2 separate regions of the Rattus norvegicus genome follow, and region 1 is linked to region 2. The links are chromatin contacts, called in public Hi-C maps. All regions are on one chromosome and are shown on one strand. The core of a region is the stretch at or near the end of the contact, and the rest is flanking DNA. Distances in the headings are between cores, read along the strand shown. Region 1 overlaps Gclc (glutamate-cysteine ligase, catalytic subunit). Region 2 overlaps Klhl31 (kelch-like family member 31).

Region 1 (3,623 bases), core at 15-2,514, 120 kb after region 2:
TAGTACTGGGCTTAACGAGCATTATTATGTGTTTAAAAAGAAAATTCTGAGCTGCTGATGGATCATGACAATTATAAAAGCTACCCAGGAACCCCTCATGGAAAAGGCTAGCACAGGAAGTCCTCCTGTCCTGACTAAGGGTTCAAAGCAGGCATCAGGACAGATGTCAGTCACAGCACTGCCAGACAATTCACAGTCATACTAACATATGAAATAAGTGAATCTTGGTTTCATAATTTATCGAAGCTTATCTAAAGTGTTGCTGTAACTTATAATCAGTTTCAAAAATCTGAGAGGATTTTTCCCCTTTCTTTGTGCTGTTAAATTGTGTTAAATGAGGACCAGTCATGCAAGCGTTCGGTGGCCATAAGGTATGCATTAGGTAGAGCTTTGGAATTGGGGAGCTGAAGCAGGGGAAGAGTTGAGGCTCCCGTAGAAACCGAAACCCAAGTTCTTAAGTTTGACTAAAATCATTGGAGTTTTCATGAGAAATGTTAGAATTAGTCAGACTATGGCTGCCCAAGAACACCTGGGTTAACAGTAGGTAAGCAGGATGGGCCCCCACACAGAGCAAAGGAAATGCCGCTTACAGTCCTCTTTCAGGAGAGCCTTGGGGTGGCATGTCACATGTGCCGCGAGGCTGTCCTGGAGTTCTAGTTTGAGGCAGGATTCTGATCCATTCCTTTGGATGTGCTCACATTCTAATGTGGCAGTTCTTGGATGACCTTTTCTTTTGTTTGGTTATTTTAGTACTCTAACAAGAAACATCCGGCATCGGAGAGGAGAAAAGGTTGTCATCAATGTGCCAAGTACGTCTGTTGGGGGTGGGAGAGCTGGGGGACAGCATGTCCAACTGTCATCCTTGATTCTCACTCAACTCTTCTTCTTTGAATTAATAATACAGTATTCAAGGACAAGAACACACCATCTCCGTTTGTAGAAACATTTCCTGAGGATGAGGAGGCATCAAAGGCCTCTAAGCCAGACCACATCTACATGGATGCCATGGGATTTGGGATGGGCAACTGCTGTCTTCAGGTATTGCCTCCATTGCACAGTGAGGCTGTGTCCTCTTCCTTACGCGCATCCTGTTTAAAGTCACCTTCTAACCTGACTCAGAGGATAGCATGCCTCTGGAAAGTGATGTTGCTTTAGTGAAGTCTTTTGTAGCTGTCTTTTTACTAAGAGTTCACAGTTCACCACAAACGTGTGTGGTTGTTACTAAACATAGTATCTGCTGAGAAAGTATTCCTGAGCACCCTTTCTAGATGCCTGATTTTTACTGCCATCTAGTGACAGCCTTTGAAGATGTTAGACAAGGATCAGATCTCTATTTCTGAAAATGACCTCTAGTGGGAGAATCCAATGACTTTATGATCTGAGGGGAAAGGTGGTTTGGCATTTAAATTTTTATTCTTGTGCAAAGCTACTTCAGGGTTTAAAAGGAATAAATATTTAACAGCCTTTGCCTTGCTTGCCCCTGGCTAAGTTACACAGGAGGTACAATAGTTTTTCTCTGTTCATGTAACTAAAACTTTGGTTGGGCCTAATCAAATAACTGACGGCCTCTGGCAGTGATGGTGCCAGGCTGCCTGAGGAGTGGAAGGAGTGCAGAGCTCCCACCGCACAGCCCGTGGTTGACTCTGCCCCTGCTGCCTCCTGCTTTGCTGGCTCAGTTTGTTACACTGACAGTAGCCTCAGCACAAAGGGCACAGAACTCAGCATTCTTTCTCAGGGCTGCAGCTGTACACACAGTTGTCACATAAGCCTCCTGACTGTTATTTTTAAAACTACAGATAATTCAGATTTAATACCCAAGTCAGACTTTCCCATGGCGTATGTTTCCTTAGCTTATTTAAGTAGGATCGGATGTGTGGCCTCCAAAGAGAAGCCAGAATGTTCCCTTAGGACGGTCACGCATCATTTAAAACGAGGCTGACTTTTGACTGTGTTACCTGCTTTCTTATCTTAAATACATACATTTCTGGAATGAACCATTAAGCTGTAGCATTTAAAATACATGGCTTCAGTATTCTGGGAGTATTCTGGGAACCCAGTCCTTCCTTGGCTTAATATTGAACCAGGGACTATCAGGTTTGCACAGAGCGACAGTCTGTCTTCAGATACTTGGTTTATGCAAATAAGTGAGTCCTATTGGTGGGGACAAACATTAAGGTGTGAGTTTTCTACTCCCCCAACATATCCAGTTGCAGTATTCCTCTTCAGAAGGTTGAAGTGACAGATAATTAAGACGTATGCTAAATGAGATGAACTCACAAGTAGCTACAAAAGTCCCTGCCTTATATCTTCTGACGGGACCTGAAGGAACTTTTATTATAGAAAAGCACAAAAAAACTTTTTAGGTAATGGCAGACTTAACTAGACAAAAGGAAACTCCTCCAAGTTTGTTAGTTTGCTGAGTGCTGTAGTGCTCGCCTGCGACCCAAGTGCTACACATGGAGCCTGGGCTGCATAGCCAGACCATCTCAAAGAAGGATAAATCCTCACTCTTCAGGGTTTTTGAGAGGCATTTAATAAATAGAAAAGTCATAGCCTGCTATGGGTTTTTTTTTCTTCTTCTTTCTACTTAAGAAAATTATGTGGTTTCAAAACCGGATTCTAGGTAAATTTCAGATTTGGTTGCTAATGTCCATGTTTTCATAGTTCCTTCTTTGCCTCTGTCAATGTCATAATGACACTTCCTCCTCTGTGATCTCTTCAGAGGGCAACAAAAGCTAGAGCTTCCATGGTTATGCCTTTCTGAAGGGGTCAGAGATCCTGGGTTTTGCTTTCCCCCCCAAAGTGTTCTTTTTGACTCGATGCACACAGTGTTTCAGCTGTAGAGCCAGAGGGTAGTTATGAAATTTACTTACGATAGCTATTGTTAAACAGAACTTTGAAATCCCAGTCTCTCCTTTTAGATTTTTCTAAAGATGGGTTTTCCGGAATGTACCTACGAATCCTCTGCTCTGTCCCAAGCTACCTAAAGAAACGCTACCTAATGAAGACAAGAAAAGTCTTCATTACAGTATGTGTGTAAAACTAAAGATAATAGTGCACAGTAACAGACCCAAGAGCCACGGGAAAGAAGCAGATCTCCTAAGAAACATGTCCAACAGACTCTGTCCATCACAACACCCGGAAACACTTGACTCTTTTACATCTCAAAGGTTTTCAAAGTCCCTCAACGTAGCTCTCTCCTTGTTCCCCTCTTTGTCATCCTCTTTCCTTCATGACCTTCCGTCAGTTTAGTAAGTGGGTGACAAGCACTTCCACACATTCTTGGGACAGAAAATCCTGGACAGAGTCCTGGTGATAGGTGATAGGACTCTGCTTTACCAAGTTCCTTCCCACACTGAATCCTTACTGCACATAAAGTGTGTATACCTGCCTGTGTAGACCAGAGGCCAACCTCAGCTGCCATTCCTCAAGCACTAGCAGCCAGGGTCACTCATTGGCCTGGAGCTAATAAGCCCTAGGAATCTGCCAGTCTTTGCCTCCCCAGCTCCAAGACTATAAACACATGTTACCACTCCCAGCTATGGTGGGGGTTCTAGGGATCAAAGTCTGGTCCCAGTGCTAACAAGGTAAACGCTTTCCCTTCGCACTCTCTCCCTGGCCTC
Region 2 (3,643 bases), core at 942-3,441:
GTAGAAAGAAGGGGCACCTTGTCTGTAGCAAGGACCAAGACCCAGTGTTATCTACCAAATTCTTTACATGCACCATGATATGTGCAGGCCCACACTCTCACACAGCATATACACACTTGCACACAACATATACATGCATGTCACACACATATTCACACAGATAGCAAAAAATTAAAAAACAATAAAATATTCCAAATTGTCTTGAAGTTCCTCTATTGACAGCTGTGATATTCATAGCTGGTAAATTGAATACAATTATTAAAACAGGGCAGCTAATTAATTTTAAATATTTGAGGGTTGAGTCGCATAGAAGATACCGTTACTTAAACACATCTAAAAAGGGCAAAAACATACTACATTGTCCAAAAATGCATATCACCTTTGTCTATGGTAAAAATAGTTAAATTTCCATGTCTGTGAAGTGGTCACAAAAGGTGCAAATGTCATGGCAAGGGTACGAAATGAAACATAACCAAGGAGCAAAAGTTTTAGGGTACTCTTATTGTCTCATGTGTGTTTACCCCCCACTCACCAAGACTCCGAAAAAAGCATTGGAAAGATAGGTTAGAGGTTTAAAACCCTCTGCCAGTGAGAACTTTCTAAGAGAAGAAACTAATCAGGCAACTCCCGTCCTAATTAAGCAGCAAGAAAGAGCTAGGGGTATTGGTGTCTGAAAAATGGGTAGAATTGCCTTTAATGTACCGGTTCCCTCTTATGTCCAGTTTTAATCCTGTGACCCATTAAATCCGGGGACGGGTTGAGGAAGAATTGTTACAGGAAAGAGATTTTGGTGGGATCCTTTTGTGGTTTGGTTTGGTTTGGTTTGGTTTGGTTTGGTTTGGTTGTTTGGGGGTATGGCTAAAGGTAATATCTTCTGAATGGGGAGAGAAGGGAGTATCTTTTCTTTTCTTTTCTTTCTTTCTTTCTTTCTCTTTTTAATTTTTTCTTTTATTAGATATTTTCTTTATTTACATTTCAAATGCTATCTCCTTTCCCAGTTTACCCTCCGGAACCCCCCTATCCCATCCTTCCATCCCCCTGTTTCTATGAGGATGCTCCCCCACCCACCCATTCATCCACTCAGCATTTTTTTTCTGAATGAGCTGGGGAGGGGGGAACACGAGCTGTAGCGGGGTGGAGAAGTTAGAGGCGGAGCTGAACTGGGGCCCTTCCCTGCAGGGGGTGGGAACAAGGTCAGGATTCCCACTTCTGCCACTTGGGTCCCCCAGCTCCCGCAATCAAACTGTCCTCTCTCATCTCAGGTACGATCCCCGCTTCAACACGTGGATCCACCTGGGCAGCATGAACCAGAAGCGCACGCACTTCAGCCTGAGCGTGTTCAACGGGCTCCTGTACGCGGTGGGCGGCCGCAACGCCGAGGGCAGCCTGGCTTCCCTGGAGTGCTACGTGCCCTCCACCAACCAGTGGCAGCCCAAAGCTCCGCTCGAGGTGGCGCGGTGCTGCCACGCCAGCGCCGTGGCCGACGGCCGCGTGATCGTGACGGGCGGCTACATCGGCAGCGCGTACTCGCGCTCCGTGTGCGCCTACGACCCTGCGCTCGACGCGTGGCAGGAGCTGCCGGGGCTGAGCACGCCCCGAGGCTGGCACTGTTCGGTGGCGCTGGGCGACAGGGTGTACGTGATGGGGGGCAGCCAGCTGGGGCCGCGCGGGGAGCGTGTGGACGTGCTCACCGTGGAGAGCTTTAGTCCCGTAGCTCGCCAGTGGAGCTTCGTGGCGCCCCTGCCCGTGGGTGTGAGCACGGCGGGTGTCTCGGCGTTGCACGGCCGAGCCTACCTGGTGGGCGGCTGGAACGAGGGCGAGAAGAAGTACAAGAAATGCATCCAGTGCTTCAACCCGGAGCTCAACGAGTGGATGGAGGACGACGAGCTGCCCGAGGCCACCGTGGGCGTGTCCTGCTGCACGCTGGCCATGCCCAACAGCGTGTCCCGCGAGTCACGGGCCAGCTCGGTGTCCTCCGTGCCGGTCAGTATCTGAACGCATTGCTTCCCAATGTGGTCAAACTGTGAGTGGGCCACCAGGAAAATATACACCATTTACTACAGTGATGGTGGTTCAATTCGATCCAGAGGAGTGCCTGGACGGCTTTAAATTCTTAGTTTAGCACCATCTACCTCAGTCTTTCCTCCCCAATCTTCCACCAATAAAATAAAGGGCCATTAGTCAACGAAAGAAGCAATTTCACTCTGCAGCCACTGGGTGGCCAACGGAGTTTGTTACAGGCGCTCTTCCAAGGAGGCTCGCTTCCTAAATTCATAGCAGTCACACACGCGCTGAGATTTTCCAACGCTGTACTCGTGAAACTTACTTGACTATGTGATTTCCTATCCAAAGGAGTATTTTCCTCTCTCATTCTTTGGGGGACGTTGAAAATACCCAGTTCACATTTCCAAATTAAAATAGTCCACATCCATAATAGCCTTAATTCTATATTTCAACATTAAAGTTTCTTTCCCCTTACTTGACTGGAAAGAATTTTTAAAAATATCTCATGACATAACTACAAAGCTTTATGGAAAGCAATACATTCTACCTGGGAAACGTCACGGTGACAGTTTGGGATTAATGGCGTGTACCCGCCCCCCTCTCCCCATCCTGTCCTTGAAGCTTCTGACATTTTCTATCATAAAATTCTACTCTCAGAAAAGAAAACAGTTTTCTGTCATTTAATTTATAGTGAAAATTTAAATCATTTGGCATTTTTCTTAGAAATATTTCCACTTTTGTCTCTTATCCTTACAGAGACTATTTTTTCCTAGCGCCAGATGGCAAACCAAAGGCCTGGAGCACACTAGTACTCTACCAGGGAGCTACATATCCAGTCCTCATTTATTTTAATTTTTGAGACAGGGTTTCACTAGGTAGACCAGGCTAGCCTCAAACTCCCAGTGCCTCCTGAGTGTTGGGATTAAAAGTATGTGCCAGCACTCATAGCCCTCTTTTTTATTTTAAAGTAGGATTTTACTAGATTGCCCAGGTTGGCCTTGAATTTAAATTCCTCCTGCTTCAGCCTACCCAGTAGCTGGGATTACAGACATGTACCACCCGGTACAGCTTTATCCTACACAGATATAACCTCTGACATTAGCCTGAATAATCACCAAATAACATAAGTTGTTGAATATTATTGTCAGCTTAGCCTTTGGCTGGGAAGCCAATAGCAGTAATTTTACTGACCCCTCTTTTACATGGAGATGATGAAGGAAATATTTGGGGTTCTAGGACTTGGCAATCACCGGATGAATAGGTAGGTGGGTTCCTCACCGAGGAATGCTGATAGCTAACCTAAAAGAGTAAGCCAACAATAATGCTCTTTATGGTTTACCTTACTCCAAACTGCTTTGTGAATTAAAGTGTATTTTTTTTTTGAGACAGGTCTCACTATGTAGCTCTGGCTGGCCTAGAACTCATTGGTAGACCAAGCTGGCCTCAGACTCAGTGAGATCTGTCTGTCTGCCTCCTGAGTGCTGGGATAAGGCATATGCCACTATGCCTAGCAAAGTGTATTTTCCTGTTATCATTTCCTTGAGTCATCTGCCAAGTTTGGAAGAAAGGGGAAGAATTGTAGTAAATGATGCATATTTTCCTTTAATATATCAGTTTATTCTTCATGGCATATTTGTTT

Evidence for each region. Hi-C and Micro-C count contacts between places; a contact is called where the count stands out from the background.
Region 1: a contact with region 2 is called in a Hi-C map of psoas muscle, with 3 times the contacts expected there. The contact joins two enhancer-like sites. A contact is called at or near these places in 8 of 12 Hi-C or Micro-C datasets (the A7r5 cell line, Schwann cells, frontal cortex and 5 more) and 1 of 1 datasets of contacts at active chromatin or transcription factors (oligodendrocytes).

What each region holds. Positions count from the first base shown.
Region 1 is chr8:87,534,942-87,538,564 of GRCr8, forward strand. Gclc (glutamate-cysteine ligase, catalytic subunit) reads left to right here. Exons shown (of 16, transcript NM_012815.2): 5 at 751-809; 6 at 905-1,038. Among named protein-coding and RNA genes, the nearest start is that of Gclc, 26 kb to the left of the region's middle. Within about 2 kb of position 1,265, at least 4 of the 93 cell types and tissues checked have an H3K27ac peak or open chromatin away from gene starts, as enhancers often do.
Region 2 is chr8:87,413,065-87,416,707 of GRCr8, forward strand. Klhl31 (kelch-like family member 31) reads left to right here. Exons shown (of 3, transcript NM_001108170.2): 3 at 1,263-3,643. The coding sequence ends at 1,995. Among named protein-coding and RNA genes, the nearest start is that of Klhl31, 19 kb to the left of the region's middle. Within about 2 kb of position 2,192, at least 16 of the 93 cell types and tissues checked have an H3K27ac peak or open chromatin away from gene starts, as enhancers often do.